Linked DNA regions of Mus musculus: all the other regions are linked to region 2. A link is a contact called in public Hi-C data. All regions are on one chromosome and are shown on one strand. Each heading gives the region's core, a stretch centred on a gene start, on an enhancer-like site or on the middle of the called end of the contact. The rest is flanking DNA. Distances are from core to core; before and after follow the strand shown.

Evidence for each region. A called contact is a pair of places that touch in the nucleus more often than the background predicts.
Region 1: a Hi-C map of the G1E-ER4 cell line shows a contact between it and region 2, with 4 times the contacts expected there. The contact joins two enhancer-like sites. A contact is called at or near these places in 1 of 39 promoter capture datasets (the C10 cell line), 5 of 15 datasets of contacts at CTCF or cohesin (CD8 T cells, the NIH/3T3 cell line, large pre-B cells and 2 more), 144 of 484 Hi-C or Micro-C datasets (the 3T3-L1 cell line, 3T3-L1-derived adipocytes, the AML12 cell line and 87 more), 13 of 115 datasets of contacts at active chromatin or transcription factors (the HPC-7 cell line, acute myeloid leukemia, astrocytes and 7 more) and 3 of 9 other capture datasets (adipose tissue, embryonic stem cells and liver).
Region 3: a Hi-C map of liver shows a contact between it and region 2, with 2.0 times the contacts expected there. The contact joins two enhancer-like sites. A contact is called at or near these places in 3 of 15 datasets of contacts at CTCF or cohesin (the NIH/3T3 cell line, large pre-B cells and pro-B cells), 52 of 484 Hi-C or Micro-C datasets (the AML12 cell line, CD4 T cells, CD8 T cells and 34 more), 5 of 115 datasets of contacts at active chromatin or transcription factors (the HPC-7 cell line, embryonic stem cells, fibro-adipogenic progenitors and 1 more) and 3 of 9 other capture datasets (adipose tissue, embryonic stem cells and liver).

Annotation. Positions count from the first base shown.
Region 1 is chr2:5,802,441-5,806,409 of GRCm38.p6, reverse strand. It overlaps Cdc123 (cell division cycle 123), which reads left to right. Exons shown (of 13, transcript NM_133837.5): 9 at 1,377-1,499; 10 at 2,435-2,463. Among named protein-coding and RNA genes, the nearest start is that of Gm29984, 21 kb to the left of the region's middle. Within about 2 kb of position 1,834, at least 52 of the 459 cell types and tissues checked have an H3K27ac peak or open chromatin away from gene starts, as enhancers often do. A contact at or near this core is called in the G1E-ER4 cell line, where this site is marked.
Region 2 is chr2:5,454,456-5,458,585 of GRCm38.p6, reverse strand. All of the region lies in intron 2 of Camk1d (calcium/calmodulin-dependent protein kinase ID), which reads left to right. Among named protein-coding and RNA genes, the nearest start is that of Gm36853, 26 kb to the left of the region's middle. Within about 2 kb of position 2,250, at least 13 of the 459 cell types and tissues checked have an H3K27ac peak or open chromatin away from gene starts, as enhancers often do. A contact at or near this core is called in the G1E-ER4 cell line and liver, where this site is marked.
Region 3 is chr2:5,820,170-5,824,774 of GRCm38.p6, reverse strand. Cdc123 (cell division cycle 123) reads left to right here. Exons shown (of 13, transcript NM_133837.5): 5 at 1,578-1,673; 6 at 3,393-3,499. Among named protein-coding and RNA genes, the nearest start is that of Gm29984, 3.1 kb to the left of the region's middle. Within about 2 kb of position 2,089, at least 8 of the 459 cell types and tissues checked have an H3K27ac peak or open chromatin away from gene starts, as enhancers often do. A contact at or near this core is called in liver, where this site is marked.

The DNA.
Region 1 (3,969 bases), core at 585-3,084, 350 kb before region 2:
CTGTTGATCCTGTCTGGACTCTAGAGATGGAGGGACAGCTTTTACCATTCTCAACCAGTGGTTAGAAAAGTTTTGTTTTACTCCCAGTAAAGTGCTTATTGTAAAATAAACATCATCAAAAGCTAAATTTTAACAGTCTTTCCTTTTTTAAAGATTTATTTTATTTACTTGTGCATACGTGTGTTGGGGTGTGCAAATGTCCATGGAGGCCAGAAGTGTTGGATTTGCCTAGTGTTGAAGCTGTAGGGAGTCATAAGATGTCTTAATGTGGGTGCTGGAAACCAAGCTCGGGTCTCCTGTGAGACAGTATATACTCTTTGTTGTTGTTGCTGTTTTGGTTTTTTTGGTTTTTTGTTTTCGAGACAGGGTTTCTCTGTGTAGCCCTGGCTGTCCTGGAACTCACTCTGTAGACCAGGCTGGCTTCGAACTCAGAAATCCACCTGCCTCTACCGCCCAAGTGCTGGGATTAAAGGCGTGCACCACCACGCCCGGCTCAGTGTATACTCTTAACTCAGCCATCTCTCCAGGCTCCTATAATCTTTCTGTTATTAGGGCATTGTTTATTACATGAGCAGAGAAAATATATGAAACAAGTCTGTTTCTTGTCTTCTTACCTCTGAAGATATTACCCTGTTAGCTGTCACTTACTCAGGCTATGGACTGAAGTAAGTTGTTCTTTCAAAACGTTTGCCACTGTGTTTTCTGTAAGGTAAAAGTTGTGGACCAAGGGACATGTAGCTGAGCATCAGCTCACCAGTTCTCATGGAATGGATGGAATGGTGGCATTTATTCTTATAACTAAGATAAGCGTAGGTGTTCCACTGTTACATATTCCACAGTTTAAGTGTGCTAGTCACACTTGGGTGTGTGACTAAGAACTCAGAGGCCTTTCCTTACAGCAGTCTGAATTTCAGGCTCTGAAGACCAATCACCTTCCGTAAAACAAACACAGGCTGCTTTTGTGAAGGCAGGCAGGTGTGTGTGAGGGCTCTTTTACATGTTCCCACCCCACCACCACCTGGAAGAGGATAGCGATTTGAAGAGACTAGCTTTAAACATGAAAGCAGCAGGTGCATGCATGCGCACGTCTAGAATTGCTATTGGAGGTTTTACTAAGCAAGTCTTTTTGTGACTGAATCCTTTCCACCGTGCTAAATAAAATAACGACTTCCAAAATTAAGTGTGTGGCATTCTGGAGCCTAAGATGCATTTATTCATAGACCTTGGTTGCTGAGCTATTTGGTTTGAGCTGCCGTGTTCACCTGTATGGTCTTCTGGCCAGCTTCAAAAGCCTCGATCACTACCTATGGTAAATTATGTTAATTGGTGTTTTATGGGCATCATCTAGTAACAGCTACTGAACGTTTTCTTGTCAGGTATTTCTCAGAGGGATTACACACAATACTATGATCATATTTCTAAGCAAAAAGAAGAAATTTGCAGATGCATTCAAGACTTTTTCAAGGAACACCTACAGTATAAATTCTTAGATGAAGACTGTGAGTATTTGCTATTGGTGCAATGAAGTGAGACCTGGCAATGGTCGCTGAGCCTCAATAAAGTAAAGTAAAAGTTGTGGACATCACTCTGGCCTGTCTTCAATACTCAGCTCAGTGTTCTGCACCCCAGCACTTTATTATGTGACCATTGGTGTCACTGATGACTTGTGTTCATGTCACCCCATGTAATTAGATAATGTTATTCAATACCAGGGCACTTCTCTCCACGCTCGGAGAAGCTGGTGCGTTTTACCAGATCTGTCCGTGGAGAGTAGAGTGCTTCTTCTTTTTAGCTTCTGTCTGTTATCTGGGGCAGAAACGGCTGCAGAGCAAACAACTGGGGGTTGTTTTGAGGAACTGAAAGTTTGTGGTATGTAAGAGAGTTTTCAAATAGCATAGAGTTAAACCTGTGATTTATGCCTTTCTTACTTGCCAAGCCTGGGTTCCATAGCATATTTAATTTAAAAAGAAGATGAATCGTGCTGTCTGATAATTACATTCTGTGCTTTCTTATGAGACTCATTTCCCACCTCAGGTATGTGATGGGAGTGCCTTTCACTCATAATTGTCTTGGTGACAGCTTCCTCTGCCCATGCAAGCAACTATGTTGCTATTTGGTTTGTGTTTTTAAGCATGAGCAATCATTACAGTTAGACTTTTATTTCATCAATGAGTCTGTTCATTGTTGTGTTGGGCAGGTTCCTACACTGTAGTCTAACGGGCCTTGGTCCTACTTGGTTCAAGCTGGCCTTGACCCTGCAGCCGTCCTCCTACCTTAGTTTCTCTAGTGCTAGGAAGTGTGAGCCACCATAAGTATTCATGGCTAATTATATTCTGCTGTGTTTAGTAGTAAAGTATACTTGAATTTTCAAAAAGAGATTTAGATTATGAAAGCATTCGCTTATTAGTAACTGAGTTTTTTTTCTTCTTTACAGTTGTGTTCGATATATACAGGGACAGTAGGGTAAGTACTGTAGTTAACTTGCTTTAAAACCAGGAATGGTGAACACAGTACACAGCCATTAAATTTATGAAGGGTCTATTGCTCAGAAAATGTATTCTCAAGATGAAGTCTGTGAAATTCACAATGTAAGATTATTCCTTACAGTAGCATATCCAGCATGAATAAATTCAGTGTGCTTGCTTTGGTGAATTTAGCTCCAGCTGGCCTGGAATTTGTTTTTTTGTTTGTTTGGTTTGGTTTGGTTTGGTTTGGTTTGGTTTGGTTTAGTTTTCAATACTGGGCTTTTCTGTGTAGCCCTGTTTGTCCTGAAACTCACATTGTAGACCAGGCTGGCCTCAAACTTAGACATCCTCCTGTCTCTGCTTCCTGAGTACTGGCATTGAAGGTGTACACTCAGATGGAATTTGTTATGTAAATCAGGTTGGTTTTGAACTCATGACCCTCTTGCTTTTGCCTCCTGTGTGATGGGATTACAGGGTGGTCCCTAAATATAGGACCAGCAATAGAACAAGTGAATAAATGACCACTTATGTCCTTCTTCACACTTCCTGGGAGGTCTAGACCTACTAAAAATCATTCATTGTATACACTTAACAATAGAAATTTGTCATTTGGTTCTTAGGTTTTCTCAAGTCAACTAAAAGGCTCTTTGTGTGACTTGCTTAAGCAAAGATGTAAATTTGTTTACATTTATTTTTTTTTCCTTTAATAGATTTTTCATTTAAACTTTTTGAATATGTTTATATTCATATTCATGTGGGAATCCTGCGCATGAGTGTGTATATTCATGTGGGCTGTGCACATAGCCAAAGGACAACCCCAGGTGTCATCCTCAGAAATGCTGCCTGTCTCCCCTGAAGCAGCAACTCTTGTTGGCTTGGAGCTCATCAATTAAATAAAGCGGGCTGGTCAGTGGGCCTCAGGGGTCATCCTGACTCCACCTCCCAGTGCCGGGGTACAAATGTGTAACAAGCATACCTTACATTTTTTCTGTGGTTTCTGGGGATCAAACTTGGGTCCCCAGGAAGATGAGGTAAGCACTTTACAGTTGAGTTAGCTCCCTAGCCCCAGATTAACACTTTTAACTTAAATTTATTTTTTATCTAATATATAAAAACATAAATTGGATATGAATTTAATGTTTGAGTGCATGTCTGCATCATGTCCTGTTTAGTTCTGGATTCCTTACATAAGTGAACTAATCCAGGCAAAGGGCAAGTACTACATGATTTCATTCATATGGGAAACCAAAGGAGTTCCTACTCAAATGTTTGTCATCCCTTTATGGTAAGAACATTCAAAATTCTCCCGTTTCTGGCCTGAGTTTACTGAACTGACAGCACATCCTCATTGTCTGGCAGGCACCCCAGCCTCCAGGATAGGTATAAGTGTCACTAGAGACGTTGGAGGTGACAGTATCCTATCCCAGTAGTTAAATGTTGGAGGCCCCAATGGTCTCCCCTCTGTGCAGTAGCATACAGAACTTCTTATTCTTCTTTATTAACT
Region 2 (4,130 bases), core at 1,001-3,500:
CCCGCTCCCAAGCCTTTTCTCCTTCTCCCTGAGCCTGGCTCACTGGCCATGGCCCAGGACACAGGATACCCCTGGGGTACCGAGGAAGACACTGGACCAGGCTCTGTAGCTGTGTGCTCAGGCTGTCTTGTGATATCTACCTTCAGCCTGTGTTTATGAGCTGGCCCAGGGGCCACCTGGCTTTGTGTCTCCTCTCTCTGCCTTCACTGCTCCACCCCATGTCTGGCACTCCTCCACACTCTCTGGATGTGTTAGGAAGCCGGCTCTATGGGTTTTATATACGCTCTGCACATACTGCGTGCTATGCGGCTGCTCCAGGCAGCAGACTTGGAGAGAAGCACGGGAACAGCCACAGGTCTGCTTTCCTTGCCCACCTGCCCCCTCCACTGCTCCACTCTGAAGTGTGAACAGGGTACTCCCTGTGTCCTTGTCCCTCTTCCCCTGAGAGGTGTCACAGTCCAGTGCTATCTTGGGAAGAACCACTCCCCTGGGCAGAGCTGATCATATTTTGTATCCAGATGTTAAATCCATGAGTGAGGCCAGCTCTTGTCCCAAGAATAGAAAGAGAGAGAGGCAGAGGGAGCGGGAGGGGGAGGGGGAGAGGGAGAGAGAGAATTAAACAGGAAAAATATATAAACAAAACCAAAAAATGAACGAACACTAGATGGTCTCTCCACCTCCACATCCTTCGAGCAGATCCCCACACTGCCAGTCTTGAGTCCCCAGGTTTCTCCCTTAATTGTCTCAGATGAGCCATGTCACTCGTAAGTCCTCCCATAGCTTCCCGATTCTTCCTGATGACCTTGATCCTCAGAGGTGACCTAGTTTTTCTAAGGCTCCTTTCTGTATGGTTTCTGCTTCTTACCCCTCAAGTGTTCTTTGATTCTTTTGCCTGCCATGTTCTCTACCTGCAGTGGAATAAGTGCGGCTGGCCATTCACCTGCCACAGCATTGTGCGTGTGAGCTTAAGGGGTGGAAAATTTCCATACAGGCATATGCATTTGTTTATGTGTATTGGCATCTCCTCACCTCTTCCCTATCCTCATAGTTGTATTGCTGGCTTCTTGAAATTATTTAAAATTACTGTTGGGTTTTAAATAAATCCTAAATAAGAGGGGGGATTTAAAAGAACCCCAACCTCTCTCTCCCTCTCTCTCTCTCTCTCTCTCTTATCTGTCTGTCTGTCTGTCTGTCTGTCTGTAGGTCAGAGGTTAACATCACATGTCTTGCTCTACTGTTCTCTATGTTATTTTTTGAGGCAAGATCTCTTATGAACCTGGAGCCTCCCCATAGTGTGATGGTTGAATAAGAGTGGCCACATAGGCTCATATATTTGACTGCTCAGTCATCAGGGAGTAATACTACTTGAGAAGGATTAGGAGGTGTGGTCTTGTAGGAAGTGTGTCAATGGAGGTGAGCTTTGGGGTTTTAGGAGCTCAAGCCAGACCCAGTGTCATTCTCTGAACTTGAGCACTGGTTCAGCTAGCCTGACTGACCAGTGGACTGCATGGACTCACCTGTTTCTACTTCCCCAGTTAGACACACTACCATGCCCAGGTTTGACAAGGGTCCTGGGTATCTGAACTCAAGACCTTGTGCTTACACAGCAAGCACATTATCCACTGAGCCATCTCCCAATCCTTGAAGATAACTTTTTGAGAATTAGGGCAGAACTTGCCTTTGTATTGAAATGTATCAGTAACAACTGTCTTGGGGCATAGTTTTTAAATTGAATTTCTAAATTGTTTTATCAATATTACTCCCTTCCCTCTGTTTATTTTGTTTGTCTTGTCTTTAGTTTTTAGTAGTAGATTGTTTTATTGGTGGTGGTTTTGCTGGGAATCAAACCCAGAGTCTTGCCTGTGCTAGGCAAATACCCTATCATAGAGCCCTGATAGCAGAACATGTTTTAAAGCTGTTGAACAGAATCCAGTACCTAGACAGGGAAGTACACTATGTATCAGTGTGAATTTTTGACTTCTGATTTTACATTGTCTATGGTAAATTCTGCTAGTGCAGACAATAGATACGTTGGTGGTCTCAGGGTCTGCACTGAATTTTCTAAAATATTTGGGAAACCAGAAGACCATAAAAACAAGATAGGAAAACACCAGGGAAAGTGGGTGTAATGACGTCTGGTGCTCAGGGAGGCAAAGATCTTTCTGCCTGGCTGCTGTGATAAGGTAAGGCACTGCCACTGCACCCAGTGGCCTGTGTGTGACCTCAGCCTGGCCCAGATCACCTTGGCTTTTGGCTTACAGACTGTGATCATCTGAGTCTGCCAGCTGCTCTGCTGAACAGGAGAGCAGTGAGTGTCACACTCCTCTTGTCTGGTTCCCTGGGTGTCATTGTCAGGGTTCCATATGGCAGCTTGGTTTTATGTCCCCTTTCCTCATGGGACTGTTAAGTTATGAATTTCTCTTGAAACTCTGAAATTTCTCTCTCTCCCCTCCCCCTCTCTCTGGTGTGTGTGCGTGTGTCTGTATGTTTGTATACACACACACACACACACACACACACAAGCAAGAGAGAGAGAGAGAGAGAGAGAGAGAGAGAGAGAGAGAGAGAGAGAGAGAGAGAAAAGACCAGAGGATAGCTTTGAGGTTTTGTTTCTTGGTCACCCATTTACTATGCTTTTTGACACAGGGCTTCTGCTTGCCTTGATATTCCAAGTAGGCTGGGTCAGCTGCATTGGCCTGTCTCCATTTCCCTAGTGATGGGAATACAAACCTGGGCTGCCATTCCTGTTTTGTTGTTGCTTTAATATGTACTCTGGGACTTGAACTCATGGCTTTAAGCTTGCAAAGCAAGCACCTTACCAATTGAACAGTCTTCTTGGTGCCACCCCCATGGGATTTCTAGAAATCTAGGTGAATAGCAGCCAGTTGATTTTTCACAAACTGTTTATAGTGTCCTGAGTATGTTGTAAGCAGTGCTTAAGCTGGCCCTGAGATACTTCCTAAGAGCTAATATCCTTTGGGTCCTGGTCTTTTATTATCAGGGCACCACCAAACTATAAACTCAGAACTGCTTCAGCACACTCAGCCACCCGGTACTGCGAAGCCAAGAGGTGAGGTCTGTAGCAAGCTTCTTTTGAAAACTCTGGGACAAAGCAAAACCCGATTCTAATCGCGACGCTAATCTCAGCTCCAAAGAAACTCGCTGCTACTTTCCCAAAAAAGAACAGAGGACCTTGTGCTTCTTGTACACTCAATGGAAATGATAAGAAAAACAGATATGAGATTAAAAACAAACATAGAGCTAATCACGAAACATGCTCATTAATACCTGACATATAGTTGCCTGAAAGAGGTTCTCACTCATTAGAATGTGCCAGGTTCTCTGCAGCCTGGTCTGACCCAGACAGACTGGGTGACATCATTAATTACCAAAATGCAAAAGTCAAGGAACAGCGGATCCAGCAGCTTGGATCCAGTGTGGGCACATTCCTAGAACACCAAGGCCTGTCGCAGTGGGAACGTTGGTCCTCTAAGTCTGCAAAGCCACAGGCATTAGGCAAGTGTTCAAAACAGACTTCCCTCTGCTCTGCTTCTCTTCTTCTTCATTTTTTTATTTGACAGTTCGCTAACTGCTCTCTAAATAAATGTCACCCTATTCCATCTGCTTTGTCAGAATGCCTATGATCGTACTCGGGTCCCAGCTGCCTTGCATCTCCTGTGAAAAGAGGCGGTCGCCCTGGGACCTCCTCTTCTCAGGACGCCTGGGTCTCTGTGGTCCTGTGGAAGGTCCTGCCTCCTGTTGGGCCATGTTTCTGAGCCTGTGCTTAGGCAGCTAATAGTCTGAAGTCATCCTGGGGTCTGTGAAACCAAGAGTGGTGTGAATGTGGCTCATCAGTGACGAGAAAATAATGGGTTTTGGAGGGAGGGCAGAAAATGGAAACAAGAATTTTGCCCCAGGCGTTGTTTTTACCCCTTCCTCCATGTGAGTTTAAAGCAGTGTTGGCGAGGGGAAGCTTTGCGAACTCAAGCCTTCAGTGTGAGGGGTGGATGAAGTCGAGGCCTGATCTATGTCGGCAACAGTATCCCATACAGGCGAGGCTGCAGTATTCACATTTACACATCCACAGGGAACGTGAACCCAGCTTAGAAGGTGCTTTGGATACTCCATGC
Region 3 (4,605 bases), core at 840-3,339, 370 kb before region 2:
GATATGGGGCAGTCTGTCAAGTCTGTCAGTGAGAGCTTGTTAGCCAGCCTAGTGTCTTACTTACAGTTAACCCTTTTTAGAGTGTGCCTTGGTGTTAAAGTTCTTGCCTGGCATGCTTAGGGCCAGGGATCAAGTCTTTGCCTCAGATCAACCAATGGTTGTTTCTAATTTTAAGTTGTTTTTCATTTTAAGAGCTTGCTTTTTCTTCTCAGTTTTTTGTGGTTGTTTGTTTTGTTTTGTTTTGTTTTCTCTTCCATGGGCTAAATCTTGAAAGTCCACAGGCATCATCTGGGTTTGTACTGGGTAGGTAATTTTATAATTTTAGTTAGATTTATTTTTCAGAACCTGCAGTTGCCCAGTAGGGGGCAACAACCCCGTCTTTAGAGGCTACTGCAGTCTGGTAGTGCCACAAAGAGTTTGTTACTGCCCTTGTGTTCTGCCTCCCACTAAAGTCCATTTCCAGCCCCCTTGCTATTTACCTAGGCAGGATCTATTGGTAACCCAGCTCATCTTCCCACTGAACAGTAGTATTTCTCTTACTTCCTGGTTGAAGCAAACACTGGACGGCTTGAATTAATGTTTACACAAAAATGTCTTTTTCTAACTCTCAACCAAAAAGAAAAGGACATTTTAACTTTGTTTGTATTAGAACTTACTTGTAAATAGTAGTGTCTAGGTATAATTTATTCATCAGGTGTTTTTCATTTTCAGTGAACCTTTTGCATAAATGACCATTTAAGTATGGGGTATTATTTCTGAGAACTTCCCACCGGCATCTCTTCTCTCAAAAAATAGCTCACGCTAGTCACTGTGTGAGTGTGTGTATGCGCACATACATGCCGTGTTCTCGGAGGCCGGAGGAAGATACGGGGCATCGCCCTCTGTTGCTCTTTATCTCACTGCCTTGACTCTCAGTAAACTTGGGGCTTGTCGATTCAGTTAGGGAGGCTGGCCAGTGGGCTCTTGTAATCTGCTTGTCTCTGCCCCCCAATGCTGAGGTTACAGGCATGGGTAGCCATGTCTGCTTTTGTACTGCGGGGTTAAACCTGGGTCCTCATGCTTGCTGTGCTAAGCACACACATCCACTGCCTTATCCCCACCCCTTCTTCCCACCCTTGCCCAGACCTTAGTAGACAGAGCATCGTGTAGCAGCTATTGGCCTTGAACTTTCTGTCTAGTCAAGGCTGTCCTGAGCTCCTGGTCCCTGCCTGTCCTTGACATGTGCTGGGTTACAGGGATATGCCTCTCACTTGGCTCAGATGCTGGCATTAGGTAAGGATTCAGAAAAGACCACTGAGTTGCTCCTCCCGAACCACACACTTGGTGACATCTGTGTTTTCAGAGACGTGTGGGTTCGGAAAGTACCATTTAAGAAGTTGATGATTTTATTCCTCTTTCTGGTAAATACTACTTTCTTGGTGATTTTATTTAATTGAGAGCAGGAATAAGAACAATAATTTGCATTATATATAATTCTGGTTTTGATACCCTAACTGAAACATTGAAATGTTGATCATGATTTCTGTGACTCTTCTAATGGTGTTGACTTGCTCACGACCTGTTCTCTGTCTCTCTAGGCACCAGAGTTTCCTGAGTTCAACACTCAAGTCCAAGAAGCTATCAATTCGCTGGGGGGTAGTGTCTTCCCTAAGCTTAACTGGAGTGCCCCAAGGGTAGGAAGATGTAAAGAAATCTCACTATTTGAGTAGTTGTTTGTTTTGTTCTGTATTCATTTTATATTCCCTCCGAGCATCTAATGTACCTTCCATTACATTCTTAATTTCAGGGAAAGCACTGTTGAGATTATTATATTTTTCCTCTGTTGTTTTATTCTTCTGATTTTGCTGTTTGTACTTTCTACGAAATACTGTGCATTCTGCCAAAAGACAATTTGACCTCTTGTGTTGCCAATTGTACTAGGATTCTGGGTATGTTCGTAGTCTGCATTATTTAAAACTTCACCCTCTCAGTTGAGCAAGGTTTTCTCTATTGAAAAGTACAATAAATATGGTGGCCCAGAGAGATAGCTCAGTGGGTAAAAGTGCCTGCCATCTAGCCAGATGACCTGAGTTCATTCCAGGGACCCACGAGGCAGGAGAGAACTGAGTGTTGAAAGTTGTCCTCTAACCTTGCATACACAGACACACACAGACACAGACACGCTTGTACACAGTGGCAGGGATCCAGTTTTGTTTCTCCGCATATTCGGTGTTTGCCATGACCGTCCTTTTGCAAACACCCTGTCCTTACCTGAGGCATACTACTACAATTAATAACATCTTCCCATTCCATGTTTTGCCATCCTTAGAGTTAAGAGTTGCATTATTTTTTATTCAGCTGTGTGGTTTGCTGTGTACATACTGATGTTTTTGTGGGATTAAATATGATTTGGGTATACTTTCTTTAACTAGAAGTTTATTGTCTTTTTTTATTGGGAGAAATTATAAAGATATCATGTAGAGGTTTTTTAAATTCATTTTTAGTTTCTCAGGCAACTTTTCATCTACATGAATAATGTTTGAAATTTTCTTTGTTTCCACTTAAGATAGGAAGATTATTTCTGGTTGTAAATTCCTTATGCACCTGTTCATTTGTTTATGGAATGACTTGTATACACCAGTGCTTTCTTCCATGCAGTGTGGGTAATGGGACAGTTTTGGTAGTTATTGGTGTTTTCCATTGTGTATTTTAGCCTGTGTCTGAGCTGTCTATAGAAGTGTGACTTTATCACACTGCGTTGGGCCCGGTTACTTTACGTCCACATGTCCGGTGCAGCCCTGCTTTGGGTTGTGGTGGTGAAACTGTTTGACTTATTCCTTCCTGATCAGATGAACAGGGTCTTGACTGCCCTGAGCATCCAAGTTCAGGTGCTCGTCGGTTGGTCTCCCCAATCAGGGAGGCTGGAAATGACTGCTTTCACTGTGGAGAGCAGCTGATTCTTCACCACGTGAATCTTCGCCCTGACCTGTGTGACTTCATTAACCTTCCTTCCATCTTATCGTGAAAAACGCCCTGGTCTAAATGTGTGGGTCCTCCTATCTCAGTGTGCATAACTACACTTTTTTGAAAAAAAAAATTATACTCATTTGTTTTGTGGGTGGGTATACTTGTGTGTGCATTTTTGGAAGAGGACAATTTGTGGGACGTGGTTCTCTTCTCCCGTGTGTGGCGCAGTATTGCAGTCAGTGGTCAAAGCTGGTGGGAAGTGCCTTTGCCTGCTGAGCCATCTTGGTCCTCAGCGTACATGGCTGGGTGTCTAGCATGGGCTGATCATGCTGTTTGTTGAGAAGTGTAATTTGACCCTGGAGGCGCTGTGCACTGGTGCTCTCTCATCTGTGTGCCTGGGCTGCACTCGCTGGGTGTGTCGTAACTCATACATGTTTATTGTTTAGGATGCGTACTGGATAGCGATGAACAGTTCCCTGAAGTGTAAAACTCTCAGTGATATCTTCCTGCTTTTCAAGAGTTCTGATTTCATCACCCATGACTTCACACAGCCGTAAGTGTCTTGTGAGTAGCTGCTTCCCAGTGGTGACATTCCACTCTCTCCAGGGCCGAACTGTAACAGTTCTGCATCAGGAGCTGTTTCATGGCCCTCAGATGAGTATTAGAGCAAACTTTTCTTTGTCTTTTAAATAAATTCTACACAGTGGATATGCCTGTCAAGGTTTTATATATAGTAAACATTTCAGTAATTTTCCCTGTTACAAAATTCAAGTATGTGCATAATGGTCAAATGAAATTAATAACTACTGATGAGAACAGGAAAGCATGCTGAAAAGCTCCATAAGCAGTTGTATGTAGTTTAGGTTTCTTTTCATGTGTAGATATAATGTAAATATTGCTGCTTCTGTCTGTGTAAGGACTAGTTACGTTTTTTCACATATTTTTATTTTGTATGTGTGTTTGTACAAGTGTCACGGAGAACGTGGGGGTTAGAGAACAGCTTATAGGAGTTGATTCTCTCTTAACACTGTCTGGATTCAGGGGTCAAACTCAGGTTCTCAGGCTTGGCGCCAAGTGCCTCTACCTCCTGAACCCTCTTGCCAGCCCACCCGCCTCATTTTCCTTAATTTGGGACTTTTCTTGTTTTTTTATGTATCTGACCTTTTGCTTGCATGTATATGTCTGTGTGCCACATGCATGCCTGGTGACTTCGGAGTCTAGAAGAAGGCATCAGATCCCCTGGAGCTGGAGTTGTAGATATTGCCTGCTGCTAGGGGTGCTGGAAATTGACCCTGGGTCCTCTGGAAGATCAGCCAGTGCTCATAACCACTGTGCCAACTCTACAGTTAAACTTAATGAGTGGGATCCAGTTGTTCATATTGCCCTGTAGGCTATGTTTGCTACTAGATACTGGTAACATGTGTTGAACAATCCTCTTTCTTCTATAAAGCTCTGCAATAAAGATCCTTAAAGTAAATTTGAGGATACATTTTAAAAATATATAGAATTACTGTCTCCTCTTGATGGCCCCTGTTTGACTACAGAACTCAGCCTGCTGCTGATCATGGCTGGCAGAGCACACAGCACTGAGCAGGGCTTCCCTCGCTTCCTGTGCCCCAAGAGCAGAGAAGCTCTTCTAGACATCCCTCCCATTCATCT